Linked DNA regions of Hordeum vulgare: region 2 is linked to region 1. A link is a contact called in public Hi-C data. All regions are on one chromosome and are shown on one strand. The core of a region is the stretch at or near the end of the contact, and the rest is flanking DNA. Distances in the headings are between cores, read along the strand shown. Region 1 holds the start of LOC123443775 (serine/threonine-protein kinase PBL34-like). Region 2 holds the start of LOC123443778 (mitochondrial outer membrane protein porin 3).

Evidence for each region. A called contact is a pair of places that touch in the nucleus more often than the background predicts.
Region 2: a contact with region 1 is called in a Hi-C map of seedling, with 2.5 times the contacts expected there. The contact joins the promoter of LOC123443778 here to the promoter of LOC123443775 in region 1. A contact is called at or near these places in 3 of 6 Hi-C or Micro-C datasets (leaf and seedling) and 1 of 1 datasets of contacts at active chromatin or transcription factors (embryo).

Annotation. Positions count from the first base shown.
Region 1 is chr3H:334,600,572-334,604,997 of MorexV3_pseudomolecules_assembly, forward strand. LOC123443775 (serine/threonine-protein kinase PBL34-like) reads left to right here and starts at 1,917. Exons shown (of 6, transcript XM_045120303.1): 1 at 1,917-2,409. The coding sequence starts at 2,220.
Region 2 is chr3H:335,163,984-335,168,767 of MorexV3_pseudomolecules_assembly, forward strand. LOC123443778 (mitochondrial outer membrane protein porin 3) reads left to right here and starts at 2,174. Exons shown (of 6, transcript XM_045120305.1): 1 at 2,174-2,383; 2 at 2,479-2,546; 3 at 3,109-3,219; 4 at 3,412-3,501; 5 at 3,600-3,808; 6 at 3,972-4,547. The coding sequence starts at 2,341. The coding sequence ends at 4,278.

The DNA.
Region 1 (4,426 bases), core at 667-3,166:
ACTCCGGTAGGGGGACCCGTCTCCCCGATGATCTTCGTCCTTGTCATCGATGTGCTCAACTTGCTATTCAACGGGACATCGAGCAGGGCTGCCTTCACAGGCTGACTACGAGGCACCTGGCATCCAGTGTCTCTCTCTTCGCGGACGGTGTCGTCATCTTCTGCCACCCCGATGCCCATGATATCCGCACCGTCTGAGGCGTGCTCGACACGTTTGGCATGGCTTCGGGCCTTCGCACAAACTTCGCCAAGTGCTGCACCTCACCCATCCGCTGCATCAACGAGCACGTCAACACGATCGCGACCGAGATGTCCTGCCCAATCGCCTAGTTCCCGGTGAGGTACCTCACCCTCCCGCCATCCGTCTGCAAGCCATCCACATCGTACCTGATGCCGCTTGTCGAGCGATCGGAGAAGAATCTCTCTACTTAGCTCGGTTCCATGCTCTCTCTTGGGGACCGCCTCGCCCTTTGTCGGCATGTCCTCTCCCCCATGCCCATCCATATCCTAGTCGCCATCGCCATCAACAAGACCATCCTCACACGTGTGAACCGGATCATCTGTGGTTTCTTGTGGTTGGGCTCAAGGACGCGCAAGATGGACAGTGTCGCGTGAACTGGGACCACGTGTGCCGCCCTGCTTTCCTCGGAGGCATGGGGATTCGTGACCTGCAGTGCACCGGTGTTGCGCTACATGTGCGGTGGCTATGGCTCCAGCGCACCGACGCGTCGTGCCCCTGGAGCCAGCTTCACCTCCCACACGACCCCGCGGCCTTGGAGATATTCCGCGCCTCCACTTCCTGGGAGGTACGAGATGGGCGGACTTGCAAATTCTGGACCGACCCCTGGCTTGATGGCAAGGCCATCTCAGAGCTCGCACCGCTAGTCTATGCGCTGGTCCCTAAACGCAGTCGTCGAGACCGGACGGTGACAGAGCGGCTACCTGGACGCACTTGGGTGTGCGACATTGCTGGCGCCCTGGGCCCTGCGGCCCTTGTGCAGTACGTTGAACTCTGACGCATGATGCGTCATAGAACTCTTAAGGCTGGCCCGTACGAGCTGCGCTGGAGGTGGACGGAGTCCGGCATGTACTCGGCCAAATCCTGTTACCTGACCCTCTTCCACGGCTCTACGCTTGATGCATCGTGGAAGTTAACATGGAAGAATTGCCCCCCCCCCCACGCATCATGGTCTTCATGTGGCTTGCCTTTGGAGGATCTTTGTTGGACGGCGGGCCGCCTCGCTCGACATGGGCTGCCACACAACGACATGTGTGCACTCAGCGATCAGGCTACCGAAGACATACATCATCTGTTCGCTGCCTGCCCGTTCTCGCGACATGTATGCCACGAGGTCCTCTCATGGTGTTGCTCGACTGCTATGATCCCGAGCCCGGACACACCGTTCGTGGAATGGTGGACTACCGCATGCTCCACATCCCCCGCCGCCCTCCCAAAAGAGCTCAACTCCATCATCGCACTCACTCCATCGACAATCTAGAAGCATAGGAACGGTTGTATCTTCGATCACCTTCAGCCACGAGACTATTACAGCGCATTCAAGAAGACGTGCGCCTATGGGCTAGCGCCGGCGCCAACGGCTTGGCAATCATGATTTCTAAAAGGTAGAACTCTTTTGATGTACCCGGGACGAGCAACCCGTGTCTTTTTTGACCCATGTCGGCTGTATATGCGTGGGTCTTGTAACCGAGAACTGTACTTTTTTACCTGTCATATCAATGCAATGATAAATAATCTTTGCGTATTCGTGAAAAAAGAAAGAAAGAAAAAACTGTGTATTTTTCATAGGGGCGTTGGGCTAAATCGTATCAGAAACGGGCGCTCCTGTGTGGCTGTGTGGAAGGCGGCCATAAAGAAGCGACCAGCGTTCCGGTCGCAGCCTCCTCCTTCCTCGTCGCCCAGCCCTCGGTCTTTGGTCTTTTGCCAAATTCCCACTACCTTGCCCGCACTGCCCGAACCCGAATCCTTTCCTGCAGCCTACCCTTTCCCCTGCCCCGACACCCCCACCCCTCTTCACACTCTCTCGCTAGTTCCTTCCCTGCTTCTCCCTTCCGCTCGTCCCGATGCTCGCCTCCTCTTCCGCCGGAGGCCGCGCGGGCGGCTTCCATTGCCGCGCCGAGAAGCAATGGGGACGCTGCTGCTGAAGGTCTTCTCTGTCGGTCGGTGCGCGGGGCGGCGGCGGCGGGTGGGTTGGATAGGAGATGGGGAAGGAGGGGACGCGGCGGGGCCAGGATGTGAGGCGGCGGAAGGGGAAGGAGGCGGCAATGGACGAGGAGGACGCGGCGCCTCCGACTGGTTGCTGGATCCGGCTACCGCGACTGGGCGGCGGATGCATGTCGTCGGGCTCCAAGGTCGACTCCTCCACCAGCGGAGCCTGCGCCAACGCCAGCGGTAAAATGCTCTCACTCCTACCAGACATCGTGTTTACTTCCCGGTCTGCTTCCCTGCTCTCCAGCACTACCAGCCGCCTAGGCTTTCGCGTCTGTTAATACCTGGTGCTTGCCCGTACGTTTGATTGATTGCTCGGGTGCTGTGTGTCTTGTCTTTGAGCACTCAAGATGGCAGATGCCTGAACTTTTTTATTCTATATCTTTTGAAGTTAAGTTGATGGCGATGGGAGCGTTGTATGATGAAATTGGATGTGTTGCTGTGCTCTGGTGGGTGGTATTTAAGGGTGGTTGGTATGGTGTGGGGTGGCTTGGGATGAGATGTTTCTGCTTTATTTACGTGCGCTGGTACATCATGAGATGATGTAAACTGAATGTTGTGCCATGTTTGAGTGCTGCCATAACCCATTTAGAGACATTAAAACCGTACAACTTTCCATCCATCTCAGGCTATTAGCGATGACAGCCATTGGATCTTCAGTTCTCGTCCCCCTTGGCCGTCCGATTTTGTCAAAAATCCCATGTCGTCTCGCTTTGGTTTGCTAAGATCGAGCGGTATCTGTGATAGGCTGCTGCTCCAGCAACTATTTCGGGGGCCTGCTGTTAAATTGTTAGTATAAAAGGGCGTGGCTTACACTTGTGGGGTTAAGTTTGCGGGTTGCTGGTAATAGGGGATTCCGTAGTGGTTGAAGCAGGAGTACCTCAGGTAAAATGCAAGGTGATGTTTTGTTGCTGCAGGAGTGGTGATTACTGACTAGGAGGAGCTGAAGCGACGCTCAAATGTCGTTAAATTCAGTGCTTGTCTATTTTTGTCCGTACGCTTTTAGACACATACAATTAATTACCATTTGGCCACGTGGTATTATGCATATTTGATATTTCTCTGTAATTAAGTACGTTAGGCAACTTTTGTTGCAAGATTTAACATTTAGGGTTCTATTTATGCATGCTTCAGAATATGAACAAACGGATACGTCCAAATGAAGTATCAATTGAAATGCTCAAGCAGGAAACACTAGTTATAGTTATGGTATATGGACACAAACTAAAATATAAAGAGTGCTTCCAATTGATGGTTATGTCATAATCTTTGTACCATGTCACTTCAAATTGTCACACACTCTATTTTCTTATAAATCAATTTTTATTGTGTTATTAGTGTTATACCTTTAGCATTAAAGCTCACTTCAGTGAGAAAACTTATATCTTGTTTTCAAATGTTCAAGCAGACTATTTGATTCAGTTGAGTTGCACCTAAAACATTCCACATTTCTAAAATGTATGACTCCACAAAGTCATCTGCTGCATAAACTCTGGACATATTGTCATGTTTGGTACAGAATTGGATTTAATTCCATACACTTACACATGGCCACATTGCCGTCCGATTTTGTCAAAAATCTCATGTCTTCTCGCTTTGGTTTGCTAAGATCGAGCGGTATCTGTGATAGGCTGCTGCTCCAGCAACTATTTCGGGGGCCTGCTGTTAAATTGTTAGTATAAAAGGGCGTGGCTTACACTTGTGGGGTTAAGTTTGCAGGTTGTTGGTAATAGGGCATTCCGTAGTGGTTGAAGCAGAAGTACCTCAGGTAAAATGCAAGGTGATGTTTTGTTGCTGCAGGAGTGGTGATTACTGACTAGGAGGAGCTGAAGCGACGCTCAAATGTCATTAAATTCAATGCTTGTCTATTTTTGTCCGTACGCTTTTAGACACATACAATTAATTACCGTTTGGCCACATGGTGTTATGCATAATTGATATCTCTCTGTAATTAAGTATGGTAGGCAACTTTTGTTGCAAGATTTAACATTGAGGGTTCTATTTATGCATGCTTCAGAATATGAACAAAAGGATACGTCCAAATGAAGTATCAATTGAAATGCTCAAGCAGGAACAGCTAGTTATAGTTATGGTATATGGACAAAAACTAAAATGTAAAGAGTGCTTCCGATTGATGGTTATATCATAATCTTTGTACCATGTCACTTCAAATTGTCACACACTCTATTTTCTTACAAAT
Region 2 (4,784 bases), core at 924-3,423, 560 kb after region 1:
CGCTTCCTAGAAATTTTATTTTTGTCAAGATCATTTGCTTGATTGTGCTGAGTAAAACCCAAACCATCATTATTCGTGTCATTCCACTCACCTCTACCTCTTCATGCTCCCCCACACCCACTTCTACCACTCCCATCTCCTAGACCATGATCTCCTCTTCCCTAGCCTCTCTCACGACCCCTTGTCACTTTATCACCGCCCGCTCTACCAGCATCTTGTCTTGCAATAGTTGTGCCAAAGTTCTATCTAAGCCAATCACCCCACTCGTATTTTTCTTGTTCATGAACTCCATCTCCACATTCGTCTACTACATGACCCCATCGAACCACAAAAGAAGAATAAATCAGGAAAGTTCTCATATAAAACTGGATATTTCTTCCTCTCCTTTATTTTTATCAACATAAATTTGAACAACACGCTATTGACATCAAGATAGACCTTAGCTCTGAGAAACTTGATTTATAGTGCCTTAATTGACAATCACTATGATAGGTGGTTCCCCAACCTTGCTTGCCACTTTCTCCCACAATTCCTTCTTCCTCATTGGTCCATCAGGCACCCCCTGAATTCTTGTCCAAAGGGGAATTGTGTCCAACTTGTAATTATTCACATTACTAAACCCATCATACTCCTATATAACAACTGTTGCACCACGGAACAGCCAAGGGACCATATCCATGTCTCTTCCAATAACCCAAGCAACATTTTTTCGCAAATGCGCATAGCTTGCATATAATTCCATTGATAGAATAAGTTAAGGGTGAATACAATAGGCGGTACAAAAAATGGAATGAACGCATGAGGCATGAACATGGTGCGCGAAGCAAAGAGGCATGTGATGCTCGACAAAAAAACATAGCTAAACTTGGGAAGTAGCCAAACCAAACCAATATGGCAACCACCATCTCTAAATACATCGCTAAGGATGCAACGAGCAAACAAGACAGTGCCTCAACGAAGGAGAACGACACCGAAACGTCGTCGCGTGGTCCGAATAACTGGACCTAGAGTTTCCCGTGATGCTTGAAGGTGGCACGAATGAAATTGGACAAGAACAAATTTGATCCCAACATTTTTAATGTGATCTGTTGACCAACAACCATGTCGTACACATAGCATTAAACAATGGCGCATGGCTGAAAGCATGAATGATATGAACCTTGAAAATAGCCAACCATCTAACTTCGTTGATCAACTCTTCAAGTTCCTCTCCGAAATCAAGATCGGTCTCCTCCTTACCGCATAGGTTTAGGCCTTTAAAGGGATCCTTTAGGCTTGGTTCTAGGGCCCCTACCCATACTCCTCCTCCTTCTCCTCGGATCTTCATCTGTATCTACTTCCTTCTCCTCTCATCATCCTTCTTCTCCTGAAGTGAGACAGCGCTTCCTCCAAGATACGACTTATCTTCATGAATATCCTCACATTCGTCTACCTTCTTCTCCCCATCGTCACCATCTGTGAGAAGCAGTGGCTACGCCATACAGATGAATGACAAAGAACCCTAATGGACTCCGATGTAGCTCGTCGGAGCAAGGGTAAACCCTAGGGGGAAATACAATCAAGCATAGGTGGGGGATAGCAAATGGCGACCCCGATCAAGCAAAACGGCATGTCTGATATGACTATGAGCTTCAGAATTTAAAGTTATACATTCGAACCCAAGTGAACAACTACCAAAATAACTAGACCTAAGAATAAAGTCTTTAATGATGGGTAAGAGCCTCCGGAATCACCTTTGATATCAGCCAGAATTTGTTTTTCAGTCACCTGCAATAACCACCTTAGCCATCATCTAACCCCGTGGTTCGCGCGCAACTACTCCCTCCGTTCCTAAATATAAGTCTTTCTAGAGGTTCAACTAATGGACTACATACGGATGTATATAGACATACTTTAGATTCATTCATTTTGCTCCGTATGTAGACACCTAATGAAATATCTTAAAAGACTTATATTTAGGTACGGAGGGAGTAGTACAGTATATTTTTTCTTGAAAAAATACGGAGTAGAAAAGAAATAGTCCTCCGATCCACCACCACGCCACGCGCGGCATGAGGAGGGTGACGAGGTCCCTCTCCCTCCACGTTGCCGACGCGGGGGTCCCACGACAGCTTGCTCGGTCCCGCCCAGCACGACGCGACACGAGCACACGAATCATCCAAAATCACGGGAAACACAGACATTTTGTAAAGTGGAAACGGTAGGGGCAAGATCTGCCACGACTCCATTTTAACTGGTCGCCGCAGCCTCCGCACGGCGCTGCCGCTTCTTCCCTGCGATCTCTCTCCCGCTCTCTTCTCCCCACCACTGACCACCAATTCGTCTCCGTCGCCGGCCGCCATGGCTCCGGGCCTCTACACCGACATCGGGAAGAAGACCAGAGGTGCCGCCAGCCTCTCTTCCCTCCTCTGATTCTGATTCTGATTGCTTCTCCGGTGCCGATCTTGATGATGCTGTCATGTGATGGTTTGCACGCAGATCTGCTCTACAGGGACTACTGCACGCACCAGAAGTTCACCCTCACCACATGCACCCCCGAGGGCGTCGTGAGTACCACTATCATCCTCTCCCCCGCGCTTCTTCCGTAGCGATCTCACTATTTTGTGTCCCGTAGAGCAGCGTCTCGGTTACGGTCCGCGTCGCATTCCCCACATTGATCCACTACTTACTCTGCAAATGCATGTTAGAATCAGGCCCCGCCGATCTCTATTTTGTGCCTCTGTACCGCCGTTGCCCTGCCGACACAGATCGCCGCCGTGTGCCACTCTGTCGAGCTCTTCTCATTCCGTGTGACTATGGATGGACCCTCATGTGTTACCATACCAGGGTATTAAATCTCTATTTAGGGACCATCTCTTCACTCTCGCAGCGAGCTGCCAGAACTTCCCTATTTTCCCTTCCACGGATTGTGCATCTTTTGATTCCTTTAGACGAAGCATTTCTTGAGGAGATGAACTCATGATGGCTTAGGTAACCATGTCTCTCGATATGATTTATGCGCTCCATATTGATGGTTTGGTTTTACCTGTATGGCTTCGGTAACCGTGTCTCTGTCTAGTATTTGTGCGCTAGCGCTACTACATATTAATGATTTTGGTTTACCTACAGGCAATCACAGCTGCAGGGACTAGGAAAAACGAGTCAATCTTTGGCGAGCTTCAGACCCAGCTTAAGAACAAGAACTTGACAGTTGATATCAAAGCAAACTCAGAGTCAGATGTAAGCCGCCTCTGCTCCAACTCTCCCTTTTTCTCTCACATGAATCATGTATAAACATCTGATTGCTTGTTTTTCCTTGATGTTATTTCTCACATATTTGGCTTTTCTGTTATGCTTCATAATATTAATTCACAGCAATGTACAGTTCTCGAGATTTGTTTGATTCGCTGATGAATATTTCACATCTTCCAGCTTCTGACAACATTCACAGTTGATGAGTTTGCAACTCCAGGGCTCAAATCAATTCTCAGCTTGGTTGTTCCAGACCAGAGGTCAGGGAAGGTATAGTTTTCTTATCACTCCGTTTGCTTAAACTTCTAATCTGCAATATGGTGATCACCGCGATAGGAGATTTAATTTGTATTTTTCTGCCTTGACAGCTTGAACTCCAGTATCTCCATGAATTCGCCAGTGTGAATGCAAGTGTTGGGCTGAACCCCAGCCCTATGGTTAACCTTTCTGGTGTATTCGGAAGCAAAGAACTATCAGTTGGTGTTGACGTTTCATTTGACACGGCAACTAGCAATTTCACTAAGTACAATGCTGCTTTAAGCCTCGCATATCCGGATCTTATTGCTTCACTCCACCTGTAAGTATCTTCTCTATGCGCAGCTATCATATGTAGTAATTCTTTCAAGATTGATAGATAATGCTGATTAGCAATCTGGTTCCATACTGAGGTGTCAAGTGAGGTGCTTCATCGATATTATAGTAGCATTTGCTCTGGTAATGAACTTTCAAATCTCATCCAGGAACAATCATGGTGACACCTTGACTGCGTCTTACTACCACTTAGTAAAGTCACATTCAAGCACTGCTGTTGGAGCAGAGCTGTCCCACAACTTCCCAAGGAACGAGAGCACATTGATATTTGGATCGCAGCACTCATTGGACCCGCACACCAGTGTGAAGGCACGCTTCAACAATTATGGCATGGCCAGTGCCCTTGTCCAGCATGAATGGCGACCAAAGTCACTCGTCACCATCTCCGGCGAGGTTGACACCAAGGCAATTGAGAAGAGCACAAAAGTTGGTTTGTCATTGGTGCTAAAGCCTTGAGATGCATGGCTGGGACCAATGTTTTGGAAAGAAAAACAGTTCTGCTGGATTGGAATAACATGGCCCCAGGCCATCTCTTGGTGCATTCATTTTGATCTTGAATTCCTCCTTTGTCCACATAATCTGTTTCCTAGGCAAATGTTAGCCTTGACGAGCTCATTGTTTTGATTTGATGAGCAGCGCCTGTCAATAATTTCTGGTGATTAAGATCTATTGTGAATCTTGTAAAATGTGACTGATTGACGGTTACGGACAAGTGTGTTCATTCATTCCTTGATGCCCTTGTTCCAGTTGATCCACTTGGATGTGTGTCCTCGTCTATGCATGCTTACAGAAGTACCGAGACTACATACGGATCAAAATAGATGAATGAAGTACTGAGACTACATACGGATCAAAATAGATGAATTGAATCTATATTTTAAAATATGTCTATATATATCCATATGTAGTCTTCTGGTGTAACCTCTTAAAAGACTATACTGTATTTAGGAACAGAGAGAGTA